2 separate regions of the Larimichthys crocea genome follow, and region 1 is linked to region 2. A link is a contact called in public Hi-C data. All regions are on one chromosome and are shown on one strand. Each heading gives the region's core, a stretch centred on a gene start, on an enhancer-like site or on the middle of the called end of the contact. The rest is flanking DNA. Distances are from core to core; before and after follow the strand shown.

The links. Hi-C and Micro-C count contacts between places; a contact is called where the count stands out from the background.
Region 1: a Hi-C map of muscle shows a contact between it and region 2, with 3 times the contacts expected there. The contact joins the promoter of ppp1r3g here to the promoter of LOC104936032 in region 2. A contact is called at or near these places in 3 of 7 Hi-C or Micro-C datasets (all in muscle).

What each region holds. Positions count from the first base shown.
Region 1 is chrXXIII:19,322,314-19,327,070 of L_crocea_2.0, reverse strand. ppp1r3g (protein phosphatase 1 regulatory subunit 3G) reads left to right here and starts at 1,752. Exons shown (of 1, transcript XM_010751746.3): 1 at 1,752-3,207. The coding sequence starts at 1,981. The coding sequence ends at 2,793. It overlaps lyrm4b (LYR motif containing 4), which reads right to left. Exons shown (of 3, transcript XM_010751745.3): 3 at 4,661-4,757.
Region 2 is chrXXIII:19,173,853-19,178,815 of L_crocea_2.0, reverse strand. LOC104936032 (coagulation factor XIII A chain) reads left to right here and starts at 1,670. Exons shown (of 18, transcript XM_010751971.3): 1 at 1,670-1,720; 2 at 2,375-2,456; 3 at 2,539-2,635; 4 at 2,714-2,890; 5 at 3,315-3,563; 6 at 3,817-3,935; 7 at 4,012-4,119; 8 at 4,317-4,491; 9 at 4,632-4,770; 10 at 4,869-4,963. The coding sequence starts at 2,403.

The sequences.
Region 1 (4,757 bases), core at 503-3,002, 150 kb before region 2:
AGTGTTTAGTTTGTCTGCTCTGGGCTACTGTAGAAGCAAAACAACAACAATGATTCTTCTTCTCAGGTGTTTTCACACAAATGAAAACAGAGTTTTAATATTAGATTCTGATAATCAATGACCCAGCTTCAACCTGCAGAAAGTTCAGCACAAACTGAGAATTTAAATAATCATAAAAACATCATAAAGTTTTCTTTTCTGGGCAGTTGATATGATGAAACTTGTTTTGGCTGTTGAAGGCGTTCACTCTGTCCGAGGCCATCGGCTCATCAGACATATGACTTCAACTTATCAGAGCAGTTTAATGAACAACGAGTCAAAAACAAATGATATTGATTTAGTTTGTGTGTCGTCTATATTTGGACAACAGCGTCATTGCATGTTGATTCATGAGACTGAAGAATCAGATGAAGGTCAGACAGTGGAGAAATGCTGCCATCTACAGCCTCAAAGCCTTCAACGCATGTTGCTGCTTTGATCAACATGATGTAATAATGTCTCCTATTTTGAAGTTTTCCTTCAAAAACGTCAACAGATAAAAAACAAATCATTCAGACACTGAATGTTTCTTTACATGTCAGGTGTCATATTTCTTAAAGGGACAGCGCAGCGAGCTTTAGTTAATTCAAACTTGGAACGTTCTGTCAACGCTACAGAAACACTCTGTAACTGTTCAGTATGAGAAGGTTGTCTGTCTGACGCTGATCTATCTGATCTCATTGGATGGTTGTGGTGGGGGTGGAGCTCATTTTGAACTGTTTTGTATTGTAACTGTCATGTTCAGGAAGCAAACTACGATTGAAAGCTCTAGAGGGAAGTGGACCTTGAGTTGATGTCAGCTCATTAGATCACAGTTTGGTGTATTTTACACTCACTCATCATATTTAATATAAAAGAACGTTAAAGTTTCTGTGAGCAGCTGATGAAAAATGTGAGATGAGGAAACTCCTCCTTGTGACATCAGCATGATGGAGGTGATGACCACACAAGTTTGTTCACTGGCTGCTGTGTGACGCACTTTTGGAGCCACGTGGTGAAACAGTGCTGTGTTACATAACAACAGACAGTTTGATTCTCAGAAACGTTTTTATAATGTTGTCTTCATGTTACAATGAAACATGAGCCTGTAGAAGTGTCTAATGTCTCCTTATTTATAGTTACATAACTTTATTCATATGTCATGTAGAGACAAGCTGGAAGTGTTTGAAAGTGACTTTTCAAAAAACAGACTATATGTACTAAATTTTTGAATGCTGTGTAATAATAATGATATTGGCACATGTGTAATAATAATGATAATGGCACATGTGTTATAATAAAGATATTGGCACATGTATTATAATAATGATATTGGCACATGTGTAATTAATAATGATATTGGCACATGTGTAATAATAAAGATATTGGCACATATGTTATAATAATGATACTGGCACATGTGTAATAATAAAGATATTGGCACATATGTTATAATAAAGATATTGGCACACGTGTTATAATAATGATATTGGCACACGTGTATAATAATGATATTGGCACACGTGTTATAATAATGATACTGGCACACGTGTTATAATAATGATATTGGCACATGTGTATAATAAAGATATTGGCACATGTGTTAGAAGTTCAATATTACTTCAATATGACGCAGGAGTTTTACTTGTAATGGAGTATTTTTACTTTGTTTATTGGTACTTTTACTCAAGCCACTGAAGATTAATGTTGTTCATTTTATTTTGTTTTTGTTTGTTGTTGTTGTGACGTCATGCTCGGTGGTATAAAGGTGACGTTTCTTACGTGATGGGGCGCGTGTTTCTGTGACAGCAGCTGCAGACTGCACGCGCTCTGTTGTCACCACCTTGTCCTCTGGAGGGGCGGGAGTCTCTAATCTATACAAGCTGCCCCGCACCGGGACTCCCGCGGACTCCGGACCGGCCTGCAGCTACAGCACACAGGCCGCCTGGCTGCCAGGCACCAATGTCCCGCTCACCGCTCCAGTTCCACAACGGGGGCGAGCCGCAGTCCATGAAGAACGGCCTGGAGGAGGAGGAGGAGGATGAGGAGGGAGATCTGGACGACGAGGTGGACGCTTCCCACCTGGAGAGGTTTATGAAGGACAGGAGGAGAGCCCAGTCTCTGCCCGCCTACCCGACGGCGCTCCTGGACGGCGTCCCCGGGAGCAACGAGAGGAAGCGGGTGAAGTTCGCCGACTCCATGGGCCTGAACCTGGCCAGCGTCAAGCACTTCAGCTCGCTGGAGGAGCCGCAGATCCCGAGCAAAGTTCTGTCCAGACACAAGAGCTTCCCGCCGCAGCAGCAGGACTTTCTGAACGACCTGTGCCAGAGCTTCAAGTCCAGCTTATACACGGACCGGTTGGTGTCCTGCTTCCCGGAGCCCCGGGAGGTGGAGCGGAGAGTCCAGCAGCTCCACGTCTGCCTGGAGAGGGTCACCATCACGCAGTTCGACGTGCGGGGGCAGATCCGGGTCCTCACCGGCTGCAGCCACAAAGAGGTCGGGGTGAGGTACAGCTTTAACGACTGGCTGTCCTACGTGGACGCGCAGGCTCTGCCCGTGGCCGCGGATCAGCCGGGCTTTGTGGGAGAGCGGTTCAGCTTCACCGTGTACACGCCGCCCGTCATGGACCCCACATCGGCCGTGCACTTCGCCGTGTACCTGAAGAGTGTGGAGGGGGAGTTCTGGGACAACAACGAGGGGCAGAACTACACCCTCAGGTACCACTGCATGCCCAGCACCGCACCTTTTGTCAGCGCCGCCTTCCACGCCACCTGAGCGGTGCGCAAAGCCCCGCGCGTAAAAGCTCTCCATCCACGTGCTGAAGGAAATTCTTTGATATGCAGCTGCTGATTCTTCATATTCGGTCACGTGGAGGTCAGAGGACTCTGTCACACTCAGAGGATCTGCTGTCTCTCACGGATGTGGGAAGTTTTTCAAAATAAAAACCAACCTACAGATTTTTCCTGGCTGTGACTCTGTGGAGATTTTTAAAGGATCGAAACACAAAACGACTTCACACTCTTCAAACCTGTTTGATAAATCCTGAACAGTCTGAAATCAGTCAGACCAGCTGTGGACCTTGAAATCTCTGATTTGAATTCAGCCGATTGTAATAATTCTAATAATGAATCGAGGATGTGATGAATGTTTTTGTGATCTCATCAAATAAAAGTTGATTTCATAAATGAACAGCGCTCGTGTTTCATCTCTGATGACACTTTATGAGTGGAAACTGTTTCTCAAACTGTGGCTGGTGGACCTTCCTGTAGTGCCACTTTGCATGCATGTATCCATTATTAGTTCAATTGTGACGTGAGGTAGTTCACACAGTTTAAATGGATGCTTCATAAACTGGAAATATGAGGAGGAGAAGTTCAGATCAGGAGAAACTCTTTAGTTTAGTAGGTTCTGTGTCTTGACCCGGTTCTGCTCAGGATCCATCAGTCAACAATAACTGATCTTCTGAACTTCCTCCTGCATGAAGCGTCTGCAGCGGCTCTGTTGTGATGGTTCTACCGTCTGTCCTCGACCCGTCTCTCGTCTTTACACGAGGGACAAAGTCCAGAAGTTCAGCACCTCTGAAAATAGTCCCATCGACAAATGTGACGACATCTGTTTGATGTGTCAACACGGACAGGTTCAAAGTGATGAAGGAATATTTCAGGTAACTTTCAGGCTGCAAACACTGAAGAGTTTATTGATTAACACGGCCAGTCATTAATAATCTCATCAGCTCAACAGAAACATGAGTTGAAGATGCTGCTGCAGGTCAGTTTGGTTCAGCTGTTAACACTACGTTTCCCATGATCCTTAGCAGCACACTATAGAGCAGGTGTGGAAGAGATGCAGTGATTTAAAATACTGTCAAACACGTCAGCTTTGGTCTGTGACTGAAGTGAAATGCATCTTGGGAGTCGTGGTTGACTTTTCTCCTGAGCGACGTTCAGTCCGTCCGGAGTGGACCGGGTCAGAACCTGGTCTGAAGTCCTTCTTGTGAATGCATGACTCTGCAGAAACTGTGTTTCTCTGATGAAACAAGCGGCATGGATTGAGCAAACCTGTGTGTGTTTGAGTGTGTAGGAGGGCCAGCGTACTCGACCTTAAACCAACAGATGGGTCTATTAATAGAAGCTGCCGGGTCAGTCACCTCTTCACCTTCACCTCCACCCATGATCATACCCCGTCCAAGTTAGCCCACAGAGCTCTGCTGTGAAGTTGGACATTTGGACATGGGGACTTATGGAGACTGACTCACTTCTGGAGCCAGCCTCAGGTGGACATTAGAGGAACTGCAGTCCACAGACGTGGAGGTTAATGATCGGTTGCTGAACCTGTAATATCGTGTAATGGATTACTGTCAACATGACCTCAGCCTTGGACCTGAATAACAAACACAGCAGGATGTGTGGACCCACAGAGGGAGTCCCCTGACCCGTCTGAGGCCTCCCCGACCACAGTTTGAACATCCAGCCTCAGGACTGACAGCAGACTACAAATTGACTACAACACCCAGAAATCCTCAGCAGCAGCCTGAGCTGCTTTTTTAAAGTGGATTTCATCAGGTCAGATTCATGGCTTCAGTTTTACTCCGCCCGCTGCAGAGGTTCCCGTCACAGACACAAAGAAGTGATGAAGACACACGTGTGTTCACAGGTTTATAATCCAACACCACGAAGAATCATGTCGGACACATTTTTGTGCGTTACAACAGAAAAATAAAAGAATCAGGGACGCATCGA
Region 2 (4,963 bases), core at 421-2,920:
TTTGGGGCAAAAAGAGGGAAAATGTCAACACACTGAAAATCATCTGAATTAACAATCAGTAAACAAAAAGTCACTGTTATTGTAACTGAGTACATTTGTCCAAACTGGTCAAAAGTTCAGTATTTTAGGTCAGTCAACCAGCGGTGGTTAATGTTTAATGTCACTGTTGATCAGGTCAGAGTTTCAACACGAGGTCGAAGTCACCAGCACACACACTTCCGTGTTCTGATGGTGTGTGTGTGTGTGTGTGTGTGTGTGTGTGCACATGTTTATCCTCACACTTATCTTGTTAGTTTGTCTGGTCATTATCAGCAACATGTCAAATTTCAGCTTTTATATCGGTCTCTTTGTATGAGTTCATTTTTCTGCACCATCATCGGGTCAGTTGTTAATTTGAGGTGATATTTATATTCTGTCTTCAACAATCACTCCTAATAATCTCTAGATGACAGCGAGGTCCTCAGAAGACACCGAAACACTGCTGGACCCCACAACGGACAAAAACAGGAATGTGTGTGTTCTGTTTCGACAAATTTAAAGATTTAAAGATCTTCCAGCTTCATTCAAAAGTTTTTTATTCCATCAAATGTGTTTTATATATATATATATATATATATATATATTATTTTATATATATATATTATAAATGTAATTATCAAATATAATATGTATATATTGTTATTTTCCGAAACAAACACATAAAGGGGGTCTAGGACAGAGGGGTCACCCCTGTAGATTGTAAAACCTCAGAGGAAATGCACTTTGTGACTTTGGACTATACAAATAAAATCTGATTTGATTGATTGATAAAGTGATTTACCTCACACTATCACCAGTGGTGGAAAGTAACTGAATACATTTGCTCAAATAATTGTACAATTATTTGGCGTGACTGGTGCTTTAATTGAATATTTCCATTTTGTGTTGTTTATTTTACTACATAGTGGCAAATATTGTAGCTTCTACTTCAATTTGACACTTTAAGTTACTTTTTACATGAAGACAATCATATACAACAATGATATTCTTAGATAGATACATTACATTTATTAAAATATAATATACAGTATATTTTAGAGACTCCTCGATGTACCACTCAAAGGGAGTTGGGATACCACCAGTGGTACTTGTACCACAGTTTGAGTACTTTCATTTTTGCTAGTTTCTCTACATTTTGCTAAAAATACTTTATGCTTTTACTTCCTTAGGATTTTGAATTCAGGACGTTTAGTCGTAAAGTATTTTTAGACTAATTGTACTTCATTCAGTAAAGACATGAGTACTTTTCCTGTACTGTCAGCGACAGGTAAAAACAAAATGACCCATGATTGTTTGTTTTGTTTTTTTCGGTTGTTGTAGCCCTGAAAAAATATATTATTATTTTTTTTACTTTTAAAAAAATCATCAAAATGTTTTTTTAATGAAAAAAGCAAAACTTTTATGTGCAATATATTTTTTTAATATCATTTTTAATACAGCAAGATTTAGTTTTTATTCTGTTTTTTTACATTAATTTTTCATCACTGTAGTGATATTAAAGCAGGAAACAAATTACACAACACACACATTGTGTGTGTGTGTGTGTGTGTGTGTGTGTGTGTGTGTGTGTAAAGAGGAAGCAGTGTGTGTATATAAACGGCTGTTGAAGTCGGTCTGATCATCGTCTGATCTGATCTGATCATCAGAGACTCGACACAAACTTCTCCTCTTCATCAAAGCGGTGAGACGCTCTCTCTCTTAATTAATGCATGAATTCTTCAAATCTGTTTATTTTGTTTTAAACTGCAGGTTATAAAGAATTAAATACAAAGCAGATTATTTCATATCGTTTACAATGTTATTCTTACATTTAGTTTTCTTCTCAGTGTGTGATATTTTCTTATAATATGTTTTTAATATTTATTTTAGTCTGGAAGAGGGAAAACTATATTTCAGAATAAATAATTCTTAAGATTAGAAAACAGACAAAACAATCTGTTGTGCGTCAGACTTTTGTGATTCCCCATGTTAGGCACACATTATTTTAAATTTATAATATTCAGGTATTTCTGAACATTCCTTTATACATGCGTTATATTTAATAGTGTTTTCCACATCATTTAATTTTCAATCTGTGAGAAGAAATGTTCATTATTTTTTTCAATGAAAGTGTGTTTTTTTCATTCGAATCCCAGCTTTATACATCTGCAACACAATCATTATTAGTGTAGAGTAATTGATTTTTTTAAAAGGTGTATATAACTTTTATTTCTAGTATATTGTTGTTTATATTATATATACCACCAAGTGAACTAAATGATGTCTTATTTATATTTATATCTGTCTTTAGATTTGTGTGTTTTTATTGAAATATATTTTTGTTCTTTCTGTGCAGTGACCTCAGTAAAACCTGATTCACCGTCATGTCTGCTCAAACCAACGACTCAAACAAATTCAAGGGGCGCTACAATGAGCCGGTACTGTACGAATAACAATATAATTCAGTCATTAGTTGCTCTTTGTTCTTATTTAACAATGTTATGTTTGAATGGTCTTTAGGTGCCGACCTCCAACCTCATGAGTGATGAAAATGACTTCCCAGAGTTTGAACCCTTTGATGAACAGGCCACGCCCAGAAGCCATGCACCTGTGGGCGGTAAGATGTTTCATTTTTTGGATTTTTATCTTTCTGTGTCCAGAAATGATCACTAACATGAAAACATGGTGTACTCAGCACCTCTGTCGGTGCAGCACGTCGACATGTGTCAGCAGATAAACAAACCGAACCACCACACGAGCGCCTACGACATCCAGAACCTGGTGGTCCGTCGCGGTATGGAGTTCGTGATGCTCGTCACGTTCAGCCGCCCGCTGACCCCACAGGACGACTTCCAGCTGGAGTTCCTGATTGGTGAGTCTGAATTCTGATCTCACTTCTCATTGGCCGGTGTCAGTCAGAACTTTGAGTTTCAGCTGTTTGAACCAGAGAATAATCAGATTTGTCTATTTCTGTTCCGGAGCGCGCTCAGTGGCCTCAGCTCCGCCCACATGAGACCAACAGTTAAAGCTCCCTCGTTAACCAATTAGCTGATGAAAACAGTCGCCTGTCACCAAACAATTAGACGACTATCAGTTCATTAGGCAGCATCGCATTCGTTTGGCTGGCTAATTAGTACACACACACTCCCCATGGCACTGCGTTTAGAAAACACACACAGCTGCTGCGTCTGACAGATGTTCAACGACGTCTCAATAAAATCCAAAATTAAACTATCTGACAAAGTTAAAGCTACATTTCTCTGAGTGTCTCGTTGTACCTCCTCTTCCTCCTCCAGGTTCAGACCCTTCAGTCAATAGAGGCTCTCTGGTGGTGGTGACCTGCAGTTCCCGTCAGGGTGGTCCGTGGTCGGGGCAGATTAAGGAGATGCAAGGTGCATCTGTGACGATTGGAGTCACGCCGTCAGCCAACGCCATCGTGGGGAAGTTTCGTACCTATGTGGCCGTCGTGACAGGCACCGGCCTGCAGCGAACCAAGAGGGACCCCAACACCGACCTGTACCTGCTGTTCAACGCCTGGGCCCCAGGTACGAACACTTCTACTGCCTCCTAGAGGCTGAGACAAAGGTTCTGTCCTGTTCTGTGTCTGGCAAGCTCTCACCAACGACTAAAAGTCAGACTCAGATTTACTCTTGTCCGGCGGCACCTGTCCCGATCCAAAACTCCTGTGGTCCAAACACTAACACTCCCCCGGTGCTCTGAGCTCACAGTCCGGGCAGCCTGGCTAACAAACTGAGCTAACATGAGCTAACAGCAGCTAACAACTCTCTATCTGTGCAGAGGACGCCGCGTTTTTCCCTGATGAAGCCGGACGGAGGGAGTACGTCCTGAACGACGTCGGCATTATGTATCAGGGTTCTGCTGGCGCTGTGTCACAACGCAACTGGATGTTTGGACAGGTACGCACAAATATTCAAAGACACCGTGACAAGTCACGAAGAAAGAACCTAAAGCTGATGTGTTACCTCCATGCAGTTTGAGCGTGGTGTTCTGGACGCCTGTATTTACATCCTGGATGCGTCTCGGATGCCGATCTACGACCGGGGCAACGTCATCAAACTGGTCAGGAAAGGGTCCGCCATGGTGAGAACACAGAGTGGAAAAACTTTAATTCAACATTGTCCAATTAGACGTATTAATTAGTCAGTCACATGACTCTGTGGTGATCGTCATACAAACTGAACCGTCATGCGACATTTTTGGCGCCACCCTCAGGTCAAATATTAAATAATTGTATCTTTACTTTGTATCGCTGACCTTTGACCTCCCTCTACCCTCAGCTGAACTCTCAGGACGATAACGGCGTGTTGGTTGGGAACTGGAGTGACGACTACTCCATGGGCACGCCACCAACGTCCTGGACGGGCAGCGTCAAGATCCTGCTGCAGTATGCCAACACCGGAGTCCCTGTTTGTTTCGCCCAGTGCTGGGTGTTCGCCGGAGTCTTCAACACCTGTAAGAGCGTGCACTGTTACCAAGTTAAACTTTAAAAATGCTGCTGTGGATGTCAGGGCTTCATATAGACCCAACCACAAGAGACACAAGACATGTTGATGATGTTGGTACACATGTTAAAACATTTCGTGTCCCTGCAGTCCTACGTTGCCTCGGCATCCCGGCGAGACCCATCACCAACTTCTCTTCAGCTCACGACAACACGGGCAACCTGAAGACCGACCTCATCTTCAAGGCTGACGGCACACCGGACAGGCGCCACACCAGGGACTCCATCTGGTCGGTCCAGACGTCTTTCAGTCGTGTCTGTCGCTCGGACCAGAATCAGAAACAGCTCGTCTCATATGCAGTCAATGTCTTCTATGTCTTCTCTGTAGGAACTACCACTGCTGGAACGAGGTGTACATTGTTCGTCCTGACCTGCCGCCTGGACTCGGAGGATGGCAGGTGGTGGACGCCACGCCTCAGGAGA